Linked DNA regions of Sus scrofa: regions 2 and 3 are each linked to region 1. Evidence: chromatin contacts called from public Hi-C and HiChIP or PLAC-seq data. All regions are on one chromosome and are shown on one strand. The core of a region is the stretch at or near the end of the contact, and the rest is flanking DNA. Distances in the headings are between cores, read along the strand shown.

Region 1 (4,819 bases), core at 1,487-3,986:
AAGTGACTATAGGGACGAAAAGATCCCATCGTAGTCTCCAAAAACCTCCAGAGAGCCTAGCTTTTTGCTTTAATGTCTGAGCTGAAATAATTCTGTGTTCTCAGCAGCTGTCCCTGTGCTGCCCCCAGGACTGCGGCAGTAAAGGTTATCCTGGGGCAGAGGGAGGCAGAGAGCGCCCCAAAATGTCCACTTGATGACCGTTTTCGATACGTTAAGCCAACTAGAGTGAACAGAGCAGAAATCCTGTCCTGATTGGAAGTGAATCGCTTAGCCTGCCCAGTTATGCGCTGGAAGAAAATGCCTGTTCAGTTGCCACAGATACCAGGCAAAACAAACCTCCTGCCGGGCCAAGCACTAAAAAAAGAATCGCGCCCTATCGCTGGCTGTTCATCTAAATCAGTGTAAATAAATAAGGCAGAGCAGACTGGAGCAGGGCTTTGGGGTCCTGCTGTTCTGAACTGTAAATCACGCTGCACTCCTGCTCATTGGCAACCGCTTTGACTAGATCACGATTAAAGGTTTGTTGGGTTTGCTTCAGCATCCGACCTGAGCTCCTTATTGAAGGGTTGAGGATCTAAAGCAAAGAGGAGAAAAACCAACCGAACCTGCAGTGAGAGCAGGTCTTCTCTCTTCTCTCTGCCTTCCCTCCCGGCTCTGCATACTTTGCAGAAAAAGGAGCAGCTCTAGTAAGAATGAAAGGAAGTCAAACCCTCAAAACAAACTGTTCAGTACTTCCCTTTCAGCACCTGCATTTCCCTCCCTCCCCAGGGTGAAGGGAGACAGTGATGGGAAAGGAAGAGTGAACTCTAACCTTCCCTCTTTTATGATTTTGTTTTTTGGGTTTTTTTGCTTTTGCTTTTTAGGGCTGCACCTGCAGCATATGGAAGTTCGGGGCTAGAGGTTGAATCAGAGTTGCTGCTGCAACCTGCACAACAGCCACACCAACTGGGGATCCAAGCCATGTTGCAACCTACACCACAGCTCATGGCAATGCCAGATCCTTAACCCACTGAGCAAGGCCAGGGTTCGAACCCAAGTCCTCATGGATACTAGTCCGGTTTGTTACCCCTGAGCCACGATGGGAACTCTTAACCTTCCCTCTTTTAGAGTAGCAATAACTCAACCCAATTAAAAGCCTTAAGAAAATAAATGCTGGAGGGGAGGAGTGGAGGGATCGGGAGCTTGGCTTATCAGACACAACTAGAATAGATTACAAGAGATCCTGCTGAATAGCATTGAGAACTATGTCTAGATACTCATGTTGCAACAGAACAAAGGGTTGGGGAAAAAATGTAATTGTAATGTATACATCTAAGGATAACCTGACCCCCTTACTGTACAGTGGGAAAATAAAATAAAAAAAAAAATAGTTTCAGTCACCAAAAAAAAAAAAAAAAGAAAATAAATGCTTTTTTTTTTTCCTTTTCTATTATTAGTAAACAGAAATCAAAAGATCGGTTCCTTAACAGGGTCAAAAACATTGGCTCTTTTTCAAAAGGAAACAACAGCAGAACAATCACTAATGCTTATTGAACTTATATAAGCAGATATAAACTGAACTAGAGCTGTCTCTTTTAGGAGTTCCCTGGCAGCCCAGTGGTTAAGGATCCAGCATTTATTTTCTTAAGGCTTTTAATTGGGTTGAGTTATTGACCCAAGCCACTGCAGTGACACCATTTCAATCCCTGGACTAGGAATTCTGCAAGCCATGGGCGTGGCCAACAACAACAGCAAAGAATTATCTGATTTAATGTTTTCATCTTTTTTTTTTTGTCCTTTTAGGGCCACACCCATAGCATATGGAGAGTCCCAGGCCAGGGGGCAAACTGGAGCTGGAGCTGTTGGCCACGGCCACAGCCACAGCAGCACAGGATTCAAGCCACGTCTGTGATCTACACCACAGCTCATGGCAACTTGGGATCCCAAACCCCTGAGCAAGGCCAGGGATCAAACCTGCCTCATCATGGATGCTAGTCAGATTTGTTTCTGCTAAGCCACAACAGGAACTCCTGACAATGTTTTTAACGATCATGTGAAATAGGAACTATTGTTATTTTCCATCTGGCAAACAAAGAAACTGGCACTTAGAGAGGTTAAGGAACTACCCTGCTGGTACAGCTGGTTCGTGACCAGCTCGGATCTGAAACCAACTAGACTGGCTCTGGTATCTGGACCAGTGAGCTGCAGATTTAAGGCTCTGACTTCTACTATCCAGCCAAATGACCTTAAAAAAAATATTTGTATCGGGCTTAGTTTCCTCATCTGTAAAATACAGGGTTGTGCTAGGTGATCTTTGAGATCCCTGCCAACCCTTTGGGTCCCCCTCTAAATCAGTATCTGTCAGGTTGGCTGGGGGGGGAATTGCACAACCTAAAAGTTGAACACTCTGAGGACTTCATGCCAGGAGACAGCCTCACAGATGGGTTCAAGGGACTGCTCCGTAGCAGCAAGGGAGTTTTTGCAACAAGGACCGGGTAGTCCAAACGTGAGCAGACTATTGTTAATTAAAGAAAACCAGGGAGTTCCCATTGTGGCACAGTGGAAATGAATCTGACTCGTATCCATGAGGATTCATGATCGATCCCTGGCCTTGCTCAGTGGGTTAAGGATGGGTGTTGCTATGAGCTGTGGTGTAGGTCACAGAAGCAGCTTGGATCCCGAGTTGCTATGGCCATGGTATAGGCTGGCAGCTGTAGCTCCAATTGGACCCCTAGCCTGGCAGATGCAGCCCTAAAAAGCAAAAAAAAGAAAGAGGGAGAAAGATGAAAGAAAGGAAGGAAGGAAGGAAGAAAGAAAACCAGGTATCTCAAGGAATTTAATGCTTTTCTATGTATGGGAAATGCAAAAGTCTGGGTTCATTGAAATCATTGATTTGATATGCATGCACCGCCGTATCTTGGGCCGGTGTCCTGTGCTTTCCCACCCGAGTGTCCTCAGGGGGAACCGCTGGGCCGGGGGGAGGGTTTGGGGGGACTGCAGTGGCTGATGGCTTGGTGGTACGCATCTTGTTTCCATCCTGAGGTCCCTCAGGGCTCACTGTCAGGAGTAGTTGTCATGCGATGGCTCGATGGCAGCAGCATCCTTGGTTTCCTGCTGTTGCGGGCCACACTCTTCATTCTCAGCCACACCCATGCTACTGCTGTCATTTTGAGTCCAGTGAACTGTGGAAAGCAAAGTGCTGGCACGTGATGGGAAGAGGGCAGGGCGCTTGCTCTTTAGACACCACGGTCTTCCTAACAGGAGCAGTTAGTTGCTCCAGGTGCCACATCGTGCCCGGACAGGTAGACTAGCTGGGTGACTGCTGGAATGAGATGGGAGGGGGGCCACTTGTAGCTCCTGGGGCTGCCACAGTTGGCCTGTTAGTGGGACCAGTAACTTTCCCCCAGAAGCTCCTTACCACCTGCCTTCATCTGCAGCACGCCCCCACGTTTGCTGATTTGCTGGCGGCACCAGCACAGGTGAGCTATGAGAACCCCTCTGTAATGTGATCAGACCTGCTGGGCTTCTTCTCCCGCCTCCCCTGCATTACACTGACTGAGACTTCCAGGAATTTCCGCCACAGCTCTGAAGACTTTTGTCCTTTCTTCTTCAGAGTAAGGAAGTGGGAGAGGAGGTGGGGTGGAAAGGAGAATCCTTTGCCTTCTACCAAATGACCTCAAATCGGAAGATGTCGGGCTTTTAAAGAGACCCAGTGGCTCCTCACTCCACATTCGGTAGATAATACTGTGTGAAGAGCTCAAGTTATCTGAAGCTCTGTGTGAAATGGGAACCAGCCTTTGCTGTCTGGGAGCAATGCCAATCACCGTTCTCCCTGGCAGGCCACCGAAGATGTGTTTATTTCATGTACGACCCTTTAAAGTTAAAAGTCACTCCTAGATTCCTTCTGCCGCCATCTCACGCCCCCACGAGTGTAATTCTTATTTCCCTCTGTCCATAGCCAGTCCAGGGAAGTGCGATGTGCTATGTAAAATCATCAGAAATTGTCTGACTTAACCCAGCGAACAGCCCCCCCACCATCAGCCTTCCCCCCCACCCCGCGATAGTCTTCTTCTTGGGCGTGTTGCAAGGGGGGTTGTCCTTAGCTGTGTCTGTGTATGCCCAGAGGTAGAGATAACCCTGAAATGAAAACAAGGGGGCCGCCCAACAGGAAGAGAAATCAAGCGGAGGAACAGCAGTCCGAAGGCTGTGGGTTCCAAGCCGGCTAGCAGGCTGCGGGGCTCGCCAGCAAGAGCAGAACCACTTCTAGGGCGCAGGCAAGGTGCAGGCGTGAGCCCAGCAGCGCGATCAGAAGAGCTTGGAGGGAGGGGGGCGGAGTGAGGCCGGAGAAACCGCCCCGGCGAAAGGAGCCGTCCTTCCAGACCAGAAGGCAATTTGCTACGATCCTCTGGCGTCTTGGATGCAAATGAGACGGGCTTCCTGGAGGCGGGGCCGAGCCCGGCGCGCTCCGCCGGCCGCGGCGATTCCGCACCGGAGGCCCGAAGACCAGGGCGCGCGCGAGAAGCATCTCTGGCCCGTCGCCGAACCAACGAGGATGGCCGCACCCCGAGGCAGAGGATACATGAGGATTGAAGGACCCCGGGAAAAGAAACCCCTCTGGAAAAGCTGTTGAAATTCAAGTCTGGGCAAAGAGGTCGCTTCAGCCTGGTGGTTTCGGGCACCGATCGTTTCTCAGTCCTTGGAAAGAGATTCCTTCCCCGGGGAAGTGAAAAATAATGAACTTTTGGAGGTATTGCTTTTTTGCCTTCGCTGTGTTCAGTGTGGGTGTTTTGGTGATACTTTACAATAGCCAACTGAGCCCGCCGAAAACTTTCGGGAAACT
Region 2 (4,819 bases), core at 911-3,410, 62 kb after region 1:
CCAGATTAGGAACCCCTGGGCCAGATGCTCTAAGGTCTTCTAAGTTCTATGACTGGTTCAATTGATTTTTTTTTAATTACTCAATGAATTTATGACATTTATAGTTGTACAATGATCATCACAATCCAATTTTATAGGATTTCCACCCCACATCCCCAGCGCATCCCCCCACCCCCCCAAACTGATTCCTTTGGAAACCATAAGTTTTTCAAAGTCAGTATCTGTTCTGCAAAGAAGTTCATTCTGTCCTTTTTTCAGATTACACATGTCAGTGAAAGCATTTGATGTTGGTGTCTCATTGTCTGACTGATTTCACTTAGCATGATAATTTCTAGGTCCATCCATGTTGCTACAAATGCTGGTATTTCGTTCCTTTTAATGGCTGAGTAATATTCCATTGTGTATTTGGACCACATCTTGATCCACTCCTCTGTCGATGGACATTTAGGTTGTTTCCATGTCTTGGCTCTTGCAAATAGTGCTGCAATGAACATCGGAGTACATGTGTCTTTGCGAGTCATGGTTTTCTCTGGATAGATGCCCAGGAGTGGGACTGCTGGATCAAATGGGACCTAATTAAACTTAAAAGTTTCTGGTTCAACTAATTTCTAACAGGAAAGGAAGGAAGGGAGGGGGGAAGGAAGAAAGGGGGAAAGGAAGGAAGGGTAAGCCTCTTTGAGTTGTTTATGTCGCTTGCACTATGGTTTTTATTCTAGAACTAACTATATTTTTAAAAAATTCCTGGTTGGAACAAAAGACTTTCAAATCACAGTCTTTTCTTAAATGTTACTACTTAAGCAGGTAAAAGTGTGGCCATCTGGTAAGAGACGCAGGAGAGTAATTATCCTGTTATCATGACACATTAAAATTAATTTCAAATGAGTACTAATTCTTATCGAACAACAGTTGAGATTTCGCTGGGGTAATGAGGCAGGGTACTGAGGGATTCCAGAAGAAACAGAATACATAAAGCTCATGATTTTTTTTTTTTTTAATGGGTGCACCCACAGCATATGGGAGTTCTCCCAGGCCACACTGTGGGTCGCAGTTGTGGCAACTCCAGATCTTTCAACCCACTGTGTGGAGCCAGAGATGGAACCCTCACTTCCCCAGCGACCGGTGCTGCTGCAGTCAGATTCCTAACCCACTGTGCCACAGCCAAGAACGCTATGGTTAGCAATTTTTTTGGGGGGGGGGCGGCAATGAAGTAGTTCTTCAAAATTAAAGAATATGCATTTTTTCCAGACATATGGTATTACACACTTAATGGACTACAGTGTGACATAAACATAACTTACATACACTGGGAACATAAAGGATTAGTGTGAACGTCACTGTGGTTCCACACCCACAGTTGCTCCCATGGGTGCCTGTGCTGTAAACAGGGTTTCCAAAAGCCTGAGAACGATTTGAACTTCAGCATTTCAGTGCCTAAGAAGTGCTTACACATGGAGTCGCCAAAATGCGCAGAAGACAAGGCCTTCCTGGCGCTGCAGTGACAAAGCCACCAAAGTAAAATCACTTCTATGTGGCACAGTCCAGTCACTTCGCAGGTGCGAAGCTGTCCTTTCTAACACATCTCTGAATCTCTGTATCTCATGAAAACCTCAAATCTAAATTAGGGCTACCTGTGTTTTTAATAACACTGACTTTGCACTTAAGGTGGGGGAGGTGGTGAAACGGAATATGAGATTTCCTTCTAGAACCGAACCTAGGGTGACTGGCCCTTCCTCTTCGAGCAGTGTCTTTACCCCCCCTCAAGCAAAGGGTCCTCCCCCACCCGCAGGATGCCCCACAGTGGCCGATTTGTCCCCAGAGTTCGAGAAACCAAAAGCAAGCTGGGAGGAAAGGTGCGCAGAGCGAGATTATTTGGCCTGGGCGGGGGCGAGGGAATCGGACCCCTCTGACGACTGCGAGCCCTACCAGTCCTACATGCCCCCCTCCTTGCTCTATTACAGCGAATGTGAACGAAAAAGGTTCATTCCACGACTTCCTGCACCACCGAAAGCCTAACGCCTGTACCTGTGCCACTACACACAGGCGTCGATCCGCCAATTACACTGCAACGCCGGAGCCGCCCCCTCGCCTCCCGCCCAGCCCGGAAGCTGCCCCGCCCCTTCCGTAGACGCCCCGGAAACGAGGACTTTCGCGCAGGATGTCCCGCCCCCTCGCCTCAGAATCGCCTGACACGGGGCTTCCTAGAATATGCCTGCTGATCCTCCGTTTGCTTTCTCCTTGAAATGAGACTCTCGCCATGTGGCGTCCTTTCTTATTCTCCTCTTGGTAATTCCGCGTGATCTTCTAGTCCCGAAATCTCTCCCATGGAGTCAGGCGCCTAAAAGGCAGCCCCGCGGTCTTGACGTAAATTTGAGCGCCGACGCAAGAAGGACCCCCTCTGCCCCTTGCGTCCGCTTGCGTCACTGCCCAGCTGCGCCGAGCCCCGCTCGCTGAGGAGGCACGTGCGCTGCTGAATGGAGGTGGTGGCTGGTTGCTACGAGCAGGTTCTTTTTGGGTTCGCTGTACACCCGGAGCCCGAGACGAGCGGCAGCCACGAGGTGAGAGCCCGCGCGCGGAGGGACCGCAGGCGGTGGGGCGGCCAAGCGTCTGATGTGGTTCCCACGCGGCCGAGGTAAACACAGCACCGCAGGGGAACCGTCAGAACCGCTAGGGATTCATTGGTGAATGCAATTCAGGAGACTTAAAACACGTCTTAGTCTTTTAGAACAGAGAAGGCGTTTCATAAGACGAGATGATGTCTGCGTTTTGTAGTAAACATGACCCGTGCACGAAGGAAACTGGCATTTCTGCAAACGGGCCAATGAGCCATAGATTGTATGAGTTTAAAGGTCGCTCCCCTAAGTTGACAACTAGTTGGGGTGTTCAGGATTTAATGAAAGAACAGCTCTTTGAGTTTTTGTTCTGGGATTTTACCATGTATTTGAACTGGATCTGGATAAACCCCTCATTGATAAAGTGATACCAGTTCACTATTGGGCTCTTACGTGGGGCCATTACTTTCGGTAAAGGTGCAGGGAAGCCAAAGGTATAAATCCTGCACTGGAGAGCTTACCCACATGAGAAAGAGAGATTGAGGGAGGCAAATACGTGGAGAAAAATTAAAACAAAACGTGATGAGTTTTTTTACTAAGCGTGTGAGTTAAAAGGTTAAGTAAATTGGCAGTAGTCAAACAGGACATACCCAGGACTCGATGTAACATCTCCTTACTTTTAGTCTAGTACTCTTTTTTCCCTCTAAGCAATCCTAGATATTTCCTAGAAACCTAATTCGTTGACCTGTTATGTCGTTTTGTTTTTTTTTTTTTGCTTTCTTTTTAGGGCCGCACCCACAGCATATGGAAATTCCCAGGCTAGGAGCTGATTCCGAGCTGCAGCTGCTGCTCTACACCACAGCAATGCGGGATCCAAGCTCCACCTGCAACCTACACTACAGTTCATGGGCAACACTGGATCCTTAACCCACTGAGCAGGGCCAGGGATTGAACCCGGTTCCTCATGGATACTAGTCAGGTTTGTTACTGCTGAGCCACGATGGGAACTTTGACCTGTTAGGTCTTTATGAAGACAAGATGTCAAACTTAAATAACCAGAAAATTGGAAGTATAGGATCTGACTAATTTCTTTTGTTTATTTTGTTTTCTACTCTGGTGATTAAGCTGCCTTTGGCTGAAAGGTGACATGTTTTGGATACTTAAAGATGATGTTACAGATTGTGTTTTTGTAATAATGTTGCTGTGCACGTTCCAAACACAGTACTAGACCTCACAGCAGCCCTCTGAGGCAGATACAGTTATCCCATTTACAGCGGAGGATCCTGAAGTCCAGAGAGGTTAAGTGACCCGCTGGAAGCCACAGAGCTGATAAGTGGCAGACCTGGGACTCAAACCTCCAGGGGTCTCTGACACATGAAGCTCTTAACCTAGTACCGCTGCTAAACCCAGACAACCAGCATTCCTTCTGTAATATGCACAGGCAAAGGTTATTCTTCAATTTACGGCCATAGCAGCCCCTTAGGAATGTTGTGCCTTTACTCAAAAGAGGCCCCCTCAGTCGTTATTAACGGAAGGACTATCTGTTTTTAAGGAATTAATTTGCAGTAACACATCCTTAGTATATTCGAGCAATTTTTTTTTTTTTTTTTTTTTTGGTTTCAACAATACTCCTTCAGGAGTTCCCATCGTGGCTCAGTGGTTAACGAATCCAACTAGGAACCATGAGGTTGCGGGTTCAGTCCCTGGCCTCGCTCAGTGGGTTAAGGATCTGGCGTTATGAGCTGCGGTGTAGGTGGCAGACGCAGCTCGGATCCCGCATTGCTGTGGCTGTGGTGTAGGCTGGCGGCTACAGCTCCGATTGGACCCCTAGCCTGGGAACCTCCATATGCCATGAGTGCAGCCCTAAAAGGACAAAAAGACATAATAATAATACTCCTTCATGCATCTCCTTCAGTTTGTGGTGTGTGCGTGTATATGTATGTGTCTATCGTTCTTTGCACTCAGCCAGTCACATTTATCCAAAAGTCGCATGTCAGCAAGCCCTCAGCCTGTGGAAGTTCCTCGGCCAGAGATCGAACTGGAGCCACAGCAATGGCAATGCTGAGTCCTGAACTGCTAGGCCACCCGGGAATCCAAGCATAGAATTCTGACATCTCATCACTGGTCATCCTCTAGGGCTTATAACGGTACCAATGTGAACATGCTCTCATCCTGTTTGTTTTTCTTTGTAGGGCTTGTCATTATACTTATTTCTGAGTGACGTCATGTTGTATCTTGTCTGCCTTTCCCACAGGAATGGCAGCTCCTTT
Region 3 (4,819 bases), core at 1,060-3,559, 41 kb after region 1:
CCTTAACCCACGGAGCGAGGCCAGGGATCAAACCCGCATTCATGGATACATCTAGTTGGGTACTTGACCGGCTGAGCCACAACAGAAACGCCAGTCAGAGCTTTTTCACTCTAAAAATACTGGCAATGATGTCAGCGTTGGGAAGACTGTTCTAGAGAATCTCACTGAGTGGTCATTTTTTGTTTGTTTGGAGTTTTTTTTTTTGGCCGCACCCACAGCGTGGGAATGTTCCCAGAGTGAAGCCACGCCACAACAGCGACCAGCGCTACAGCAGTGACAACGCCAGGTCCTTAACCCACTGAGCCACAGAGGAACTCCCAGAATGGTTCTGTTTGAACACATCCACGTGCAGGGTCGTAAAGTGGGCTCTCGGGCCCAGGATGGCACCAGTTACAGAATGAAGAGAGACGGGAAGGAGGAGGCAGAAGCTTCGTGCCGACTGCGTCCTCAGCCTTCTGCCAGCGCCTTGCCCTGCCGTGGCCTGCAAGTGTCACAGCTCAGGGAAGCTCCTGGATTACCCCCATTTTGCAGATGAAGTTACTGAGGCTTAGCGAGGTTGCCAGTAAACACTAGGAAACAAATTTCTCTGTCTGAGAGTTGGGGTCTCTTGCTGGTCTCCTTGGTTCCTTTCCAGGGCGGAACATTTAGAGAAGATGAAATGAGTCCTGTTGAGCATCCGAGCAGGGTCTCAGTGTTCGTAATGACACAATGTCCTGTCACCTCAGAAAAATGTGAAGTCTACTGGGACCCTTCAAAATCCTGATGGTTTATTTATTCTAATGAAAAACGGTAACGACGATGAAGGATGCATCTGATTAATGCAGTTTTTGGTCCTGTAATTGTGTCTGTTGAATGTTAATCGTATTTAAGGGAATGACTTGGAAGCAAAGCCTTCTTCTTTTCCTGCTACTGAAAAAACAGAACTGAATCGGGTGATGAAGAGTTGAAGGCATAGACAGCACACCCGGAGCTAATGGCAGAATCTATAAATCACCCTTTTTTTTTTTTCAAATTATTTACATGAAACCGCCTGAGAAGAAGGAATGTTTTACACTGGATCTTTCGCATGTAGAGCGAGAAATCTTCTGGAAGAGAAGAAGTTTACATGTCTGCCGTTGGTCGTTTATTCTGTGTCTTAAGTCCTTTAATATTGAAAGAGTGTAGTGTTTGGACGAGTGGATTTCTGCGAGTCCGTGGAGATGCCCTGAAAGCTTGGTTTTTGATGATATTCCACATTGTTCTCTTGAAATAAATTAATATATTGTTTTCCACCCTTGGGGCTATTGTGTATTTTTATTTGATATTTAACAAGGTACTTCTCCTAGCATTTTCTTTCTTTTTTTTTGGTTGTTTTGCCTTTTCTAGGGCTACTCCCGCAGCATATGGAGATTCCCAGGCTAGGGGTCAAATTGGAGCCTAGCCACCAGCCTATGCCAGAGCCACAGCAACGTGGGATCCGAGCCACTTCTGCAACCTACACCACAGCTCATGACAATGCCGGATCCTTAACCCAATGAGCAAGGCCAGGGATCGAACCGGCAACCTCATGGTTCCTAGTCGGGTTCGTTAACCACTGCGCCACGACGGGAACTCCTAGCATTTTCTAAAACATACAGATAAATACATCCACACGTACACACCTACCTGTCTAAAATGCCCACTCACTGAAAAATAATGAAACTTTCCCCTTGTGGGGTGATGGGGAGAATAACTGGGAATGTTGGAGAAGGGAATATAATGGAAGATCACTTTCTTTTCTTTTTTTTTTTTTTCTTTTTAGGGCCGCACCCATGGCATATGGAGGTTCCCAGGCTAGGGGTCTAATCGGAGCTGTTGCTGCCAGCCTACGCCATAGCTCACGGCAATGCCGGATCCTTAACCCACTGAGCAAAGCTGGGAATCGAACCCATAACCTCATGGTTCCTAGTCGGATTCATTTCCACTGTGCCACAACAGGAACTCCAGGAAGATCACTTTCTTTTAAATTGGGTACAACTATTTAAAAATCTGAAGCAGGCATAAATTGTCCTTCTATATTTGCCTTCTTTAGTCATTTTTAAAAAAATAAAGACATGTTGGTACTATCATAGTCACTTGAATATCAAATGCCAAAGTTTTTGAGCAGCATTTCGGAGCTAAGTTTGGCTAAACAAATATTGCCTCTGATAGACACACGGGAAATGATAGACATACTAAGAAAAATAATTCATTTAAACATCTAATGTACTTTTTTTTTTTTGGCCGTGCCCATGACATGCAGAAGTTCCTGGGCCAATAGTCCATCGTACACCACAGCAGTGACCTGAGCCACTGCAGTGACGATGCCAGATCCTTAACAGCTCGGCCAGCAGGGAACCCCAAATGTACCTTTTTTTAGTACAAAATCCCTTGAAAGTGAAAAACATTTCAAAATCAAAACCAAAAATATATGCTCATAAAAATAGAATACATAAATCAATGATAATAAAAATCTTTTTGGAAGGCAGAATAAAATTAAGGTCATACATTTTTTTAAAAATGGAATACAGAAGAATGTAGAATAAAAAGAATGAATACAGAAAGATACATAAAAAGTGAACACCTTTCTCCAGAGGTAATGACGTGTTTGGTAAATATTCTTAAGTTCCTTTCAGTGTGGTGGCCTGCACATGTACCTATCTATCTTCTGACCATGCTGCCCCAAAGAATTTCTGCTATGATGAAAATATCCTCTATCTGTCCTGTCCAAAATAGTACCCGCTCGTGGTAGCTGCTAGGCACTTGAAAGGTGGCTCAGATGACTGAGGACATAGTACTTATTTTTAGCCCATGTAACTAGTGGCTCTTGGACCACACAGCTCTCTAACTCTACATCAGTTATGTGCATAGGCTTCTGTATACTCAGTGGAAATACAAAGACACACATACTAGCTTTTTTTTTTTTTTAGTGAATTGACTGTGTAGATATATAATAGCAATTATATCTTTTTGCAACTTGCCTTTTTGGGCCCTTCAAAAATTACTCATATTCATTAACATTAATTTTAATTTGGGAATAGTTTTAATTGTACAGAAAAATTGCTGCTAGGACCAAGAGATTCCCCCATACCCACAGGTTCCCGAATCATGTTTATAAAAGAGCATTCTTGTGAAATATTTGTCACAACAAACGAGCCAATACCGATATATCCTTAGGATCGAATAATTATTTTGGTGGTGGTGGTCCCGGGTCCCATCCACAGTCTGGCTGGGACTGTTTCTCAGACTTTCCTTGTTTTTGACGATGACAATTTTGAGGGGTGCCAGCTGGGTATTTAGTACAGTGCCCCCCAGATGGTTTTGTCTGATGCTTTTCTCATGGTTAGATTGGATTTGGGGGGGTTGGAGGAGGACGATTACAGAGGTAAATTACCGTTTTCATTACATAGAGGTCTTTGTGCTTTGGGGGAATAGGATTTCTATCTTGCTATTGATAGCGTAAAAGAAAACATTTGATTTGGGTCCTGTCTGTGGGTTTTGCTACACTTTTTCATTATTTCTAGTAGTTTCTCAATGTGCTACACCTCATATTTTCAGGTACTTAGCCATATATACCAGTTTTGCTACAATGCGGTATCACCACACAGGTCAGAGTGGCCATCAGCAAAAAGTCTACAAATAAATGCTAGAGAGAGGAGTTTCCTGTCATGGTGCAAGTGTGGCCCTAAAAAGACAAAAGCCAAAAAAAAAAAAAAAAAGAAAAAAAAGAAATGCTAGAGAGGGCATGAAGAAAAGGGAACCCTCCTACACCGTTGGTGGGAATGTACACAGGAGCAAGCACTTTGTAAAACAAGTATAGAGGTTCCTTAAAAATCTAAGAATAGGGTTACCATATAATCGGGCAGTTCTACCCGATTATATGGGCATATATCCATAAAAAGCAAAAACTCCAACTTAAAAAAAATACATGCACCCCAGTGTTCACAGCAGCACTATTGACAATACCCAAGACCTACGTGTCGATCAACAGATGACTGCATAATGAAGCGCTGGGACGCAGGTTCGATCCCAGCCTAGCACAGAGGGTTAAGGATCTGGGGTTGGCCACAGCTGCCTCATAGGTGGGAACTGTGGCTCGGAGCTGATCCCTGGCCCAGGAACTCCAGGTGCCACAGGGGCGGCCAAAACAAGAAAAAGAAAAAAACAAATAGATGAATGGAAAAAGATGTATATGTATACAATGGAATATTATTCAGCCATAAAAATAATTTTTTTTTTTTTTGTCTTTTTGCCTTTTTCTAGGGCTGCTCCCAAGGCATATGGAGGTTCCCAGGCTAGGAGTCGAACCGGAGCTCCAGCTGCCTGCCTACACCATAGCCACAGCAACTCGGGATCCAAGCCACATCTGCAGACGACACCACAGCTCATGGTGATGCTGGATCCTTAACCCACTGAGTGAGGCCAGGGATCGAACCCGAATGCTTGTGGATACTAATCGGATTCGTTTCCACTGCACCACTGCGGGAACTCCCTACAAGGCAATTTGAAATAGTAGCAGCGAAAGCAGCTGGCCTTGAGTTGGTCTCAACATAAGAATCTGTTTAACGCTTGTGTATGATGTTGTGTGTTTGATGTAGGTATCCTTTATTGAGTTATGAATCGGAATACCAGAAAGTAAATATAAATCAACATGTATTATGATTCTAATCATTTTTAACCCCTGTTTCTATCTCCTTGTGACTTGAAGGAATTGGGAGTGACTTTGGGTTTAAAATGTTTTCCTTTGCACAGGTTCCTTCAAAAGGTAAGAGAAAAAGTCACCGCTCCTAATCTCCTTGCTCAGTAAGAACTTAGTGGAGGA

What was found. Hi-C and Micro-C count contacts between places; a contact is called where the count stands out from the background. HiChIP or PLAC-seq counts read pairs in DNA pulled down with a chosen protein or histone mark.
Region 2: a contact with region 1 is called in an H3K27ac HiChIP or PLAC-seq map of alveolar macrophages. The contact joins the promoter of PAK1IP1 here to the promoter of LOC100152566 in region 1. A contact is called at or near these places in 2 of 47 Hi-C or Micro-C datasets (epiblast stem cells and heart right ventricle) and 1 of 2 datasets of contacts at active chromatin or transcription factors (alveolar macrophages).
Region 3: a Hi-C map of fetal heart ventricle shows a contact between it and region 1, with 5 times the contacts expected there. The contact joins the enhancer-like site here to the promoter of LOC100152566 in region 1. A contact is called at or near these places in 1 of 5 promoter capture datasets (fetal liver), 5 of 47 Hi-C or Micro-C datasets (embryonic fibroblasts, epiblast stem cells, fetal heart ventricle and 2 more) and 1 of 2 datasets of contacts at active chromatin or transcription factors (alveolar macrophages).

Annotation. Positions count from the first base shown.
Region 1 is chr7:7,379,999-7,384,817 of Sscrofa11.1, forward strand. LOC100152566 (N-acetyllactosaminide beta-1,6-N-acetylglucosaminyl-transferase) reads left to right here and starts at 2,737. Exons shown (of 3, transcript XM_005665561.3): 1 at 2,737-4,819. The coding sequence starts at 4,713.
Region 2 is chr7:7,442,359-7,447,177 of Sscrofa11.1, forward strand. PAK1IP1 (p21-activated protein kinase-interacting protein 1) reads left to right here and starts at 2,161. Exons shown (of 11, transcript XM_001926200.4): 1 at 2,161-2,555. The coding sequence starts at 2,472.
Region 3 is chr7:7,420,927-7,425,745 of Sscrofa11.1, forward strand. It overlaps LOC100152566 (N-acetyllactosaminide beta-1,6-N-acetylglucosaminyl-transferase), which reads left to right. Exons shown (of 3, transcript XM_005665561.3): 3 at 1-1,273. Among named protein-coding and RNA genes, the nearest start is that of C7H6orf52, 14 kb to the right of the region's middle. Within about 2 kb of position 2,310, at least 2 of the 83 cell types and tissues checked have an H3K27ac peak or open chromatin away from gene starts, as enhancers often do.